Linked DNA regions of Rattus norvegicus: region 1 is linked to region 2. Evidence: chromatin contacts called from public Hi-C data. All regions are on one chromosome and are shown on one strand. Each heading gives the region's core, a stretch centred on a gene start, on an enhancer-like site or on the middle of the called end of the contact. The rest is flanking DNA. Distances are from core to core; before and after follow the strand shown.

Region 1 (5,240 bases), core at 860-3,359, 210 kb before region 2:
CCTTTTGCCTACAGGCAGAACCCTAGTTTAGGTCTTCTCTGAATAATGGGCCTCTCTTGTGACCACACAGATCCTATGGCACTGGTTCTCCCAGCAGCGTTCCACCACCTTCTAGCATCCCTGACATCCCTCCAGCTCCAGCTACTCACTTCCACACTCTCCATGATACTTAGTGCTTCTAAACGTTTCCAGCATCCAGAGTTCTTTCTCACCTTAGGGCCTTGGCACGGCCTTCTGTCCAGATGTTCTTTCCTGGGTCTTCCATGCTGTCTTTTCTCGAGAGACAGAACATACTCAAATGGGGTGCTCCTCTTCAGAAATATCTGTGTGAGCATCCAGAAATCTCAGCCCATAGACACAGAGTAGCAGCTGGAGGGGCCAGTTGCTGGGCCCTCTTGAACTCTGACCTTTGGTACTTTCACCACACTAGTACCTCACTTGTATGACGCATGGCTTTTCCTTGTGCTATCCTGCTTCAGGCTGGAGGGCACTTGCCTGGCCTTTGGAGCCAGTTTTCTACTTAGACCGTGAGAACTGAGGATTAATGAGCTCCAGAGATAGCCCTTAATGTAACACTCTTTGGATGGGATAGTAGGTGTCTTAGTTAAGATTTTATTGCTGTGAAGAGGCACCATGATTAAGGAAACTCTTATAAAGGCAAACATTTAGTTGGTGCTGGCTTCCAGATTCAGAGGTTCAGTCCATTACCATCATGAGGGCAAGCGTGGCATTGTGCAGGCAGACATTCTATATCTTGATCCAAAGGCAGCCAGAAGGAAGTTCTGGATTACACTGGCCAGACTTCAGCATGTACATGACACCTCAAAGTCCTGCCTCCACGGTGACATACTTCCTCTAACGTGGCCACACCTTCTCTAATAAGACCACACCTCCTGGTAGTGCCACTTCCTATGGGCCAAGAATATTCAAACCACCACAATGTTGCTGTGACCAGTCAAGCCCAGCTATTTCCAGCGGTCACCTATTCATGAGGGCATCTTTTCCTTCCTTGCCTCAGAGCTCTGCCTTCTACTGAAAGTGTTCTTGCACGTGCCTTACCGTCCGAACCCAAACTAATGAGACATGTACAGATTTTCCTGGCTCAAATAGGCTGCCTTGGCAACTGCAATTATTTCCTCTTCTTCCACCTCCTCCTGTGCATCTCCTCCTTCTTGTGTGTTGCTTGTGTGTGTGCATACTTGACGTGTGTGTGTGTGTGTGTGTGTGTGTGTGCTTGACTCTATGTGTGTTGTATGTATATGTGAATGCAGGCATACACATGACATAGAGTGTGTGTGGAGGTTAGAGGACAACTTTTGGGAATTGGTTCTCACCTTCAGTTTAGTTGATTCTGCTGCTATGATGCATACATGCTCCAGGCTCTCTGACCTGTGGGTTTCTAGGCAATTCTCCTGTCTTTTTTTTCTACCTGGGATAGAAACCTGCTGGGATTACAGATGCATGAGCTGCACCCAGCTTTTTAACACGTGTTCTGGGAATCCAACTCAGATTGCTAGGCTTGCTCGAGACTCTATTTTCAGGAAACACAAAATAAGGTATTTAAACCCCTTTTCCTGTCTGCCCCTCATCCATGGCCATGTCCTGCCTCATGGTCTCCTCAGGTCCAGCACAACTGTGTTTGGATGGATGATGAAGAACATGAACTATGCACATCAAATCTGAGATCCCCAGAATGCTGTACCAATGGGTGGGTCATCTGTGAGCTGACAGAGAAACCATCAGCTTGGAGCCGCCGCCAACTGGAGACTAAGCAGACATATATCATCAGTACCCGGACTTCATGTGCCTGTGTGAGTTCCTGTGTAAAGCAGGGCAGTTTTCCCAGAATGGGATCTGGGAGGGGGGGGTAGGTAAATGTGGGGGTGAGACCAGATATTTGCATCATAAAAGGTCTCTCTGTTGGAGTGAAGGCTAAGAGTGAGCTAACTGCCTCATAGAAAGCTTCTAGGCCTTTCCATAGCTGGGTCTCCATGGAAATTAGTTTGCAGAGAGAAAGGAGCTATTTTAAGGACAAGCAGAGACAGACCTGGTGGGCTGGGGTTAGGGAAGGTTTCTGTAGGAGAGAGCTTTGCTCAGTGACTCACTTGGCTCCCTCCTATCAGTGGTTAAAGCAACAGAAATGCTGGACAGAGGAAGAGTACAGCGGCTGCCCATCTAGTTCCAGGGGTGGCCTGGCAGGGCAGCAGTCACCCTCTGGACCCGTGGTTTAGAGATTAGATGTGAATACATGCATTCCAGACACCATATTATGGCAACAGGAAATCTGGGCTTTGGCCAGCTTTGTATAGTCACAAAGAGAAGGAAGGACAAATTTACTTCTGGAAAGACATAGTGACTGTCGTTCTCTAATTTTAGGGGTGATGTGTTATTTTAGGGGTGGGGCAGTTTGCGAGCAAAGCTTGTTAAACTGCCCTGCCTTCTTGGTTACGGAGCTCAGCGAAGTGCCAGGGGTCAGTATCTGGCTCTCCATTCCTCTGCCATAGAAGGGAGAACTGAGTGTTGAGGTAGGGTGGGGTGGACGGAATGGCTAGGAAAAGAAGCAGCTAACTAGAGTGGGTCCTGGGAGACGGTGGTAGCCCAGAGTCCCAGAGAAGTGGCCAGAGAGTATATGAGTGTGTAGGACTGAGAGCCTAGGAGGACAAGAATGGAACTTCAATTTGTGCTGTTTCCAGTTTTGGGCATCAGGGGGCCCCAGCTGACCATCCACATGCAAAGCTAGGCCCTTAAGACAGCAAGTTGGACCGTGGAGGAAGATGAAATTGGAGCTAGGTTCTGTTGAGGCGACTAGAGCTCAGAGTGAAAGGATGGACAGGAAGCGCACATAGGTCCCACCTTGCTGCTTCCCCTTTAACCTGCAGAAATGACAGGGAAACCTGGATATCTACCTGGAAGAGCAAATAGCTATTCCATGGACGAGCAGCTGCAGGCACCTCACATAGCAAGCCAGCCCACAGTGGTAGCAGGAATCCCATGGGACAAAGGCAACAGAGTCCTGGTCATCAGCTCTGGGTCCGCAGGGAGTGTGACCCAGGGTGGGTTACCAGGACAAGAGAGCTGAGGAACAGCAGGGTGGAGAATGTTTACACTTCCTGTGCCTTCCCTCTAGAGTATCAAAGAGTTTCCTCTTGTGTCTCTACCTTGGTTTGCTGTGTCAGAATGCTGGGGCCTGAAGATGGCGGTGAAGTTCTCCATGGGGAGTAAGTAGTGAATCTGCAGGAGGAGAGCCATTCACCTAAGTAGAGGTGAGGAGCTGTTCAGGAATATCCTCAGCCTCGAGTCTACCAGTCCACAGTGAATGGCTTACTCAGTGCCGCTCAAAGATGCTGCTTCCTGGAGCTATTTAGAGCCTAGGCCTGGGGTCTGTGAGCAGGAGACCCTGAATATCTTGAGGTGGAAGTAATAGTGACCTGGGCAGTGGCACTCTGCAGGTAGTGCCAAGCTGTATGTATGCTGGTCTTCTGGCTGGAGGCTATTCTCTAACCTGCGAACCCATGTCCCAGATATGGTTTGTGTGAGTCTATCGTCCCTGGAATAATTAGAACCTGTGAGCTGTTGCTCAGCCAGTATCAGAGGACACTTGCAGACATGTGGAGTCCCACACAGACATATGTGTGAAAGGAGTTATATCTACCTTTATCCATGTCCATACTCAACTTCAGACCGTCTCCATGGTGAAGATGCTATTTTTCTGGGCATCAGGAACTCTCAGCTGCCTCTCCCTGCCCCAAAGTGTCTCTGCAGTAGTTAGAGTGCAGGGAAGAATTGTGGCCCTGGGTATCAGGAAGATGCCGCACAGTCAGGAGGCCCAGTTAGAAAGCCACAATTTATTGGTCACACATACTAGGAAACACAGGGTATATACCTGCCCTCCTGAATAACCTAGGTCTAGTTTCCTACATTAATCCTTATATATCAAAAAGCAAGACAATTAAAGACATCACCACACTAGTCTCCTAGTAACCAAGGACACAGGGCTGCACCACAGAGCTTGAGAAGAAGAGGGTACACTATTTTTGAGAGCCTGGGACCAAGGCCCGCCTTCCCTGAGAGCAGGCCCAGAGAGCTCAGTCACTGGGGACGATGGTGGATATTCTTCCTCAGTACATCAGAAGTGCTGCAGGTTAGTGGGGTGGGCTTGGCCCAACCCAGGGTATGGTGCCACCTCTAGTGGCACAGGGAGTGTTAATTGGTCCACAGGATCAGCAGGGGTCTGAAGTGGCTGGCTTAGATTGAGGCCAGATCTCTGCACTGCCAAGTTGGAGCTGATCTCTGACTCTGGTAGATTCAAAACCCAGTAGAAACCAAGAGGCTCAGGCCTGTGACAGAACCCCAGCTAAAGCAGCTTATATCTCTGAAGCTGGACAGGGCCGGCCTCCTGTGCCATTAGCTGTGCAGTCTGTTCAGGTCCCTGCATTAGAGTCCATCCGGCTAGCTCTAGGAGACTGCTGGTTTCCTTAATGCTTTGTTTAAACATCTCAGGACCCGCCATTTGGGATCGGTGGGTCTGGGCTTAGGGTTCAGGTTGACTGGAACCTCAGCTCCGGAGGCCAGCCTAACAAATGTTCATAAAGCACTTAATACAGCACATGGCACCTGACCATTATTATTATTAATAATATTATTATTTATATCTTCATCCATGGATGAGCAGCTCAGTTCCTTTCTTTTAAACGGCGACTGGAAGGAGGCTCTGGAGTCCGAGTTCTGAGACCCCGGTGCGGCTCTCTGTTGTCCACACGGCTTGTGCTTCCCATTCAGCTTCAGCATCCGCCACACAGTATGGCAGCCAGCACACTCCTTGGACCACAGAGAGGGGAGGCCGTTTCCTGAAGAAATGCACAGCCTTGGACTTGAAGCTAGGCTAGGCAAGAAGAGCTAGCAGGAGGTCCTCCAAGAGGCATCCCCAGAGAGGCGTAGATCTGCTTTGTGCTGTTCCTCCAGGCTCCCATCACCAGCGGCTCCCCGAGGACTTCACTGTAAGATAGAACAGAAGGGCTGTCAGGGCCTTACGGCCTCCAGGCCACATTTGACCCCTAGTGCTGTAAGTTAGATCAGGCTAACGTGAAAGAAGCCACACTCAGGCTGGAGCGATGGCTCAGTGGTTAAGAGCACTGACTGCCCTTCCAGAGGTCCTGAGTTCAAATCCCAGCAACCACATGGTGGCTCACAACCATCTTTAATGGATCTGATGCCCTCTTCTGGTGTGTGTGTCTGAAGAC
Region 2 (5,157 bases), core at 1,552-4,051:
TACATACACAGAAAGAGTTGAGGCCTGGACATTGCAGACCCCGGTGGGGCGTGGGTACAGATGATAGAGAGTCACAGCATGGGCCAGCCCCCAGTAAGCAGAAAGGCAACATTGCCACTGAGTGATCTCAGGGTAGGACCAGGCCACCCCTCCAGTGCTGTGCAAGGCAGAGCCACAATCCAGAGAGAACCATGCCCAAGCCTCAGGGAATTTTCTTTGACCCGATGTTTTAGCTACTGCTCTTGCTTCTAAAACAAAATTCCCCAGCAAATACGACTTCAGGAAGGAAGGGCTCATTTTGGCTCACAGTTAGGGGGGCTCGCGGTTTGAGGGTGCAGCCTAAAGCCGCAGGGGAGTCATGGTGGGCCACGGGACTATGAAGCAGTTGGCCACTTCTTAACCATAGTTAACTCATTATTGATGAGTCTTAACCATAGTTAACTCATTATTGTTGGCTCTTCCCATCCCCCAGGAATGGGCATCCAACCCACGGCCCTGCACTCTAACACTGAGTTATCCTCCCCATGACACGTGATTTAGATAACACTTTAAGGTTAATGCTGGGAATGGTTACGACTACTGTGTTGTTTGGATTATGAAACGTAATTTAGGGGGAAAAATACATTTGGGATGGGGGGGCTCCAATGGGAGAATACTATGGGTTGAATGTTTGTATTCCCAAAATTCACATGTTTGAGTGACATCCACCCCCATGATATTAGGACATGAGGCCTTTGGGAAGCTTCTACTACACGAGGGTGGATCTCTCACAAACGAGATTAGAAAACCCTGGAGAGCACCCACCCTCCCTTTCTGCTAGCAGGCAATGAGAAATCAGTACTCTACAGTACCAGAGTCCGCCCTTCCACACCTCAGACCTCAGCCTTCAGCGCTGTAAAAGGTAGACTCTGGTTGTGCAGAAGCCACCCATCTCTGATGGTTCATCATGGCATCCGGAGCAGAGCCTGGATGGTAGTGATGAGGGTGGCCATGGAGCAGACAGAGTTGTAAAGGGAAGGTGTTGAGTAGAGTCACGTCCAGGAGGAATCACAAATGCACACACAGGGCTTGGGGAAACGACCCCGGGGAGTGGGTGTATCTCAACTCCCATAAGGCCTTGAGAGAACTGTGTCTCAGGAGAAGCAGGGGTGAGTTGCAGCTTCCGGGATTTGGGGGGGGGGGCTCTCTGCCACCTCAAATCCTCCCTTCTCACATTGAGTCAGGGATTATGCCAGCTCCTGCAACCTGGGAATGATAGATTCCCTCCTGCTCTGCTTTCTGTCTTTTCTGTTGCCATGAGGGAACACACAGACCAGAAGTAATTTAGGGAAAGGGTTTATTTTAGCTCAAGTCAAGGCAGGAACTTGAAGCAGCCAGTCACAACACATCTACAACCAAGAACCAGGAGATAAGAACATATGCATGCTTGTGCCACTTAGCTCAGGTTTTTTGTTTTGTTTTCTTTTTCTGTCTCACGCCATTTGTGGGGAATGGCACAGTCAAAGGTAGACTGGGTTTTCCCACCTCAATTAACTCGGCCAAGACAATTCCCCACAGACATGGCTGATGTAGACAAGCCCTCGTTCAGACTCTTCTGTAGCTGTTCTTGCTAGACTGTGTCAAACGGCAATTAAATCAACCACTGCCCCTTCCAAATGAAATGACTCTTCCTTCCCTTATACATCTCTGTGTCTCTCGCACGAACGGCCAGCCCTGCCTCCCATCTACTCATCCAAGAACGAGCAACACTGGAGGCTGGAGAAACGCTCAGTTGTTGAGAGCACATGTTGCTCTAGCAGAGGTTCCTAGCACACACATGGTGGCTCACAACCGTGTAATCCCAGTAATTCTGTAATTCCAGATCCAGAGGATCCAATACCCTTTCCTGATTTTGGAGGGTACCAGGCAAACACATTGGTCACATACAGACACGCAGGCAAAATACTCATACACCATAAAAACCAATAAACGCAGTTGCCTCAAACCCCCAGGAACTGGTTCCTTATATCCAATGCCCACAGGTGGTGTGTGGAGGGGGCCAGGCAGGGGAGCACTGTACCCCACCCTCACTCCCAGGTACCTTCAGAACTGGCCACAGCTACTCTTGACTTGAGATACTTCTCTCACATATCCTTGTCATCTGAGCGCTGCACGAGCTAACAAACTGCTGTGGGTAGGGAAATCCTACTGCAGTTTCTGGGAACTTGGATCCTTCTCCTTAACTCTGTTCTGGCAGCGTTTGGGGGGTCGCTAGGAAAGATTTGGTCCAGCAGAAAGACCCATTCAGGAGAGAAGTCTGCATTGGGGGACCCCCACCGTCTACCTGGGAGTCAAGAGCAGGAGTGTAGGGGACATGTTTCCTCTCAGACTGGGATTAGAGGGTATACATTCCCAAGGCACGATCTAGGAGATTGACCTGTGATGGGTAAGGGATGGGACAGAGGGTCGCCTGGACTGCACCTTCCAGAAACTCCTACAAACGACCCACTGACAGAAAGGGAGACAGGCGGAGGCAGCTCTGTCCCCTCTGTCCCCGCATCTCCTGGCACCCAGCGGCCGCGGGGGAGGCAGGCGCTGCGGGGCTCCGGTCCATGTGGGGAGTCACCGCCCCCTGGTCCGGGTGCACCCGGCCCCAGCGCCCCCACCTCGCCGCCGCTGGCCTCGCCCCCGCCGCGCGTGCCCCGCCCGCCTCCCCCGTTGCCGTGGCAACCCCGGGAGCCTCCAGGCGCGCGCTCGTCCGCGGGAGCGCTCTACAGCGGCGGCGGCGGCTGCAGCTCGGGCTTGAGCCGCGCGCGCTGAGACCTCGCTTCGAGCCCGCGCGTTGCCCCCGGCCCGGCCCTGGGTCCCCCGCGCGGCCCCCCACCGGCTCCTGAGCCTACCCTGTCTCTGGTCCCCATGGAGCTGCTGGCTGCCGCTTTCAGCGCTGCCTGCGCCGTGGACCACGACAGCTCCACCTCGGAGAGCGACACGCGCGACTCGGCGGCGGGACACCTGCCCGGCAGGTGAGGACGGGCTGCATCCCAGCCCCCGCGCACCGTCCCCACTTGCTCCCTCCCACTCGCACCGTAGGCGGTGTTCACGGACCCCTGCGGCCTATCCGGGTCCTCTGCTCCGGGGCTCCTGCTGCCTCCCACTAACTCTAACCCGACGGACCTTCCCCCCGGAAGAGCGGTGCGTCCTGGTCCAGGTCACTAGCACCCAGTCCGAGCGCGGGGTGGCTGGCCTCCTGCACCCTCTCCCTGGACGCCCAGAGTGTGCGCGTCCCTCCCTTCGCCCCTCTCTGCGCTCTCCGTCTCTGGGACTGGAGGACGGAGCCCCGAGTGGGGCCAGGGGGCGCGCGACGGCTAAGGGCGTGGGGTGGCAGCTGGCTAGCAGGACCCGTTGGGGCGGCCTCCCGCGCTGTGGAGCGGCCAGGGTACGCCAACTTTCCGACGCCTGCCCGCGAGCTCGAAAAACATGAAGGTTTGGGCGGACGGGTGTGGGAGTGAATCACCCCGTCGCGCCTTGGTATGGTGACAAAAAGGGTTTGTCGGGCTCGCCTGGTCCGGACACGTGGCGGCCACTGTGACCCCCTTAGCTTGGAAGCGCTTAGGGCAGTACCTTCAACCCCCCCCCCCCAACCCCGGCCAGCAGCCGCTTGTACGGACCGACAGTCGCCTCTTGCGATCTAGCCAAGGTGTGTCGTTGCTTAAAAATAAACAGCCCTCGCTCTCCTCCCTCTCTTGCAGCGAGTCATCCTCCACCCCTGGAAATGGAACCACACCCGAGGAGTGCCCGGCCCTCACCGACAGCCCCACCACGCTCACCGAGGCCCTGCAGATGATCCATCCCATTCCCGCCGACTCCTGGAGAAACCTCATTGAACAAATAGGTGGGTCCAGGGCAGGCAGCGACTCATTTGGGCCATGCGAGCCTGGTGGCTCCCAGGGGACCCTGGCAGCTGGGCTGACTGGCATGCGGCTTTTGACATGAGTAGTTCTAATGGTTTCCTAGGCAGAACTGCCGAGTTTTATTAGTGCTGCACCACTGGGCTAATTTAGCCAGGGATTGTGGTTTATTTGTGAGACTGAGTCTCACACTGCAACCCTGGCTGGCCTGGAATTTACTCAGTAGCCCAGGCTAGCCTGGACCTCCTGCAGGCCTCCTGACTTGAGAACTTGAGTTCTAGGATCATGAGCTTGAGAATCTCTACGCTGGGCTTTAGCAGTGGGTATTTGATGTCTCTTGGAGAACACTCTTGGTCCAGCCCTTTCCTGCAGAAAATGTTGTTTCCGGAATGGAGTAGCTGAAGACAGAGGATGAAGCCTTCTTTGACCTCATCAGGGAGGTCCTGGGAGTACCTGGAAAGTAGCCAGGAATTAAAGCTGGACTCAGGAGCTCTGGGTTAGGGCCAAAGTGAGAGAGGCAAGAGTGCCAGGCTGCCCAGGATGCCCCTAAGGAACAGCACTTGGTGGGTCCTGCACCTCCAGAGCTAGGAGGACATTCTGTGAGTCCTCAGAGGATTGAGGCAACCCGAGAGCTGAAGCACTTCAAAAATGCTACTGACATCAAACCATTTCCCATGTTACCCCCAGGGCCACCTGTGACTGGTTCCTGTTTATCAGAAAATGATACTAGCTGTTTTGAAAATATTCTGGGATGTTGCCAAAGCCATCGACAATCTATTCTTTTAAATGCAAATTTTAGATAGAAAATGATACGTAGAGATTATCTTCCAACTGCCAGACACTGTAAGGGACACAATGTCTTCAGAATTGCTGTGAAGCAGGCCCAATTGTAGGGAGACTCCTCAGTGAGGCTACTCTTTTGAGCTAGCTGGGAGTTTCCGACCCTGGCCCTGGGAGGAGAGAGCTGGAAGCTAGGAGATCGATTGGTGCCTGAGGGTAAACTGAACCCACTCTGGTTTTGTCTCTGTGCTCCTCTAACAGCCAGGCTGAGGATGATGGGGATGTGTGTGAGTTGTCTCTGGCACCTAACATGGTACTTGGCATGTAGAAATTGCCTGTTCAGTAATAACCGAGTAGCTTGCCCTTTACGAGTAGGCTTGGAAGATTTAGAGAAAAATGCTTTCTCTTCAGGAAGGTGAATGTTGAACGATGGGTTAGGGGTGTGTTAGTTGGGGGTGCATTAGTTGGAGGAGCTAGGGGCTCCGCTTCT

The links. A called contact is a pair of places that touch in the nucleus more often than the background predicts.
Region 1: a Hi-C map of frontal cortex shows a contact between it and region 2, with 2.8 times the contacts expected there. The contact joins the enhancer-like site here to the promoter of Ngef in region 2. A contact is called at or near these places in 2 of 12 Hi-C or Micro-C datasets (frontal cortex and liver).

What each region holds. Positions count from the first base shown.
Region 1 is chr9:95,839,175-95,844,414 of GRCr8, reverse strand. It overlaps Inpp5d (inositol polyphosphate-5-phosphatase D), which reads right to left. Exons shown (of 27, transcript NM_019311.2): 27 at 3,831-4,995. The coding sequence ends at 4,993. Among named protein-coding and RNA genes, the nearest start is that of Atg16l1, 28 kb to the left of the region's middle. Within about 2 kb of position 2,109, at least 22 of the 93 cell types and tissues checked have an H3K27ac peak or open chromatin away from gene starts, as enhancers often do.
Region 2 is chr9:95,625,891-95,631,047 of GRCr8, reverse strand. It overlaps Ngef (neuronal guanine nucleotide exchange factor), which reads left to right and starts at 2,801. Exons shown (of 13, transcript NM_001136241.1): 1 at 2,801-3,002; 2 at 3,729-3,871. The coding sequence starts at 2,896.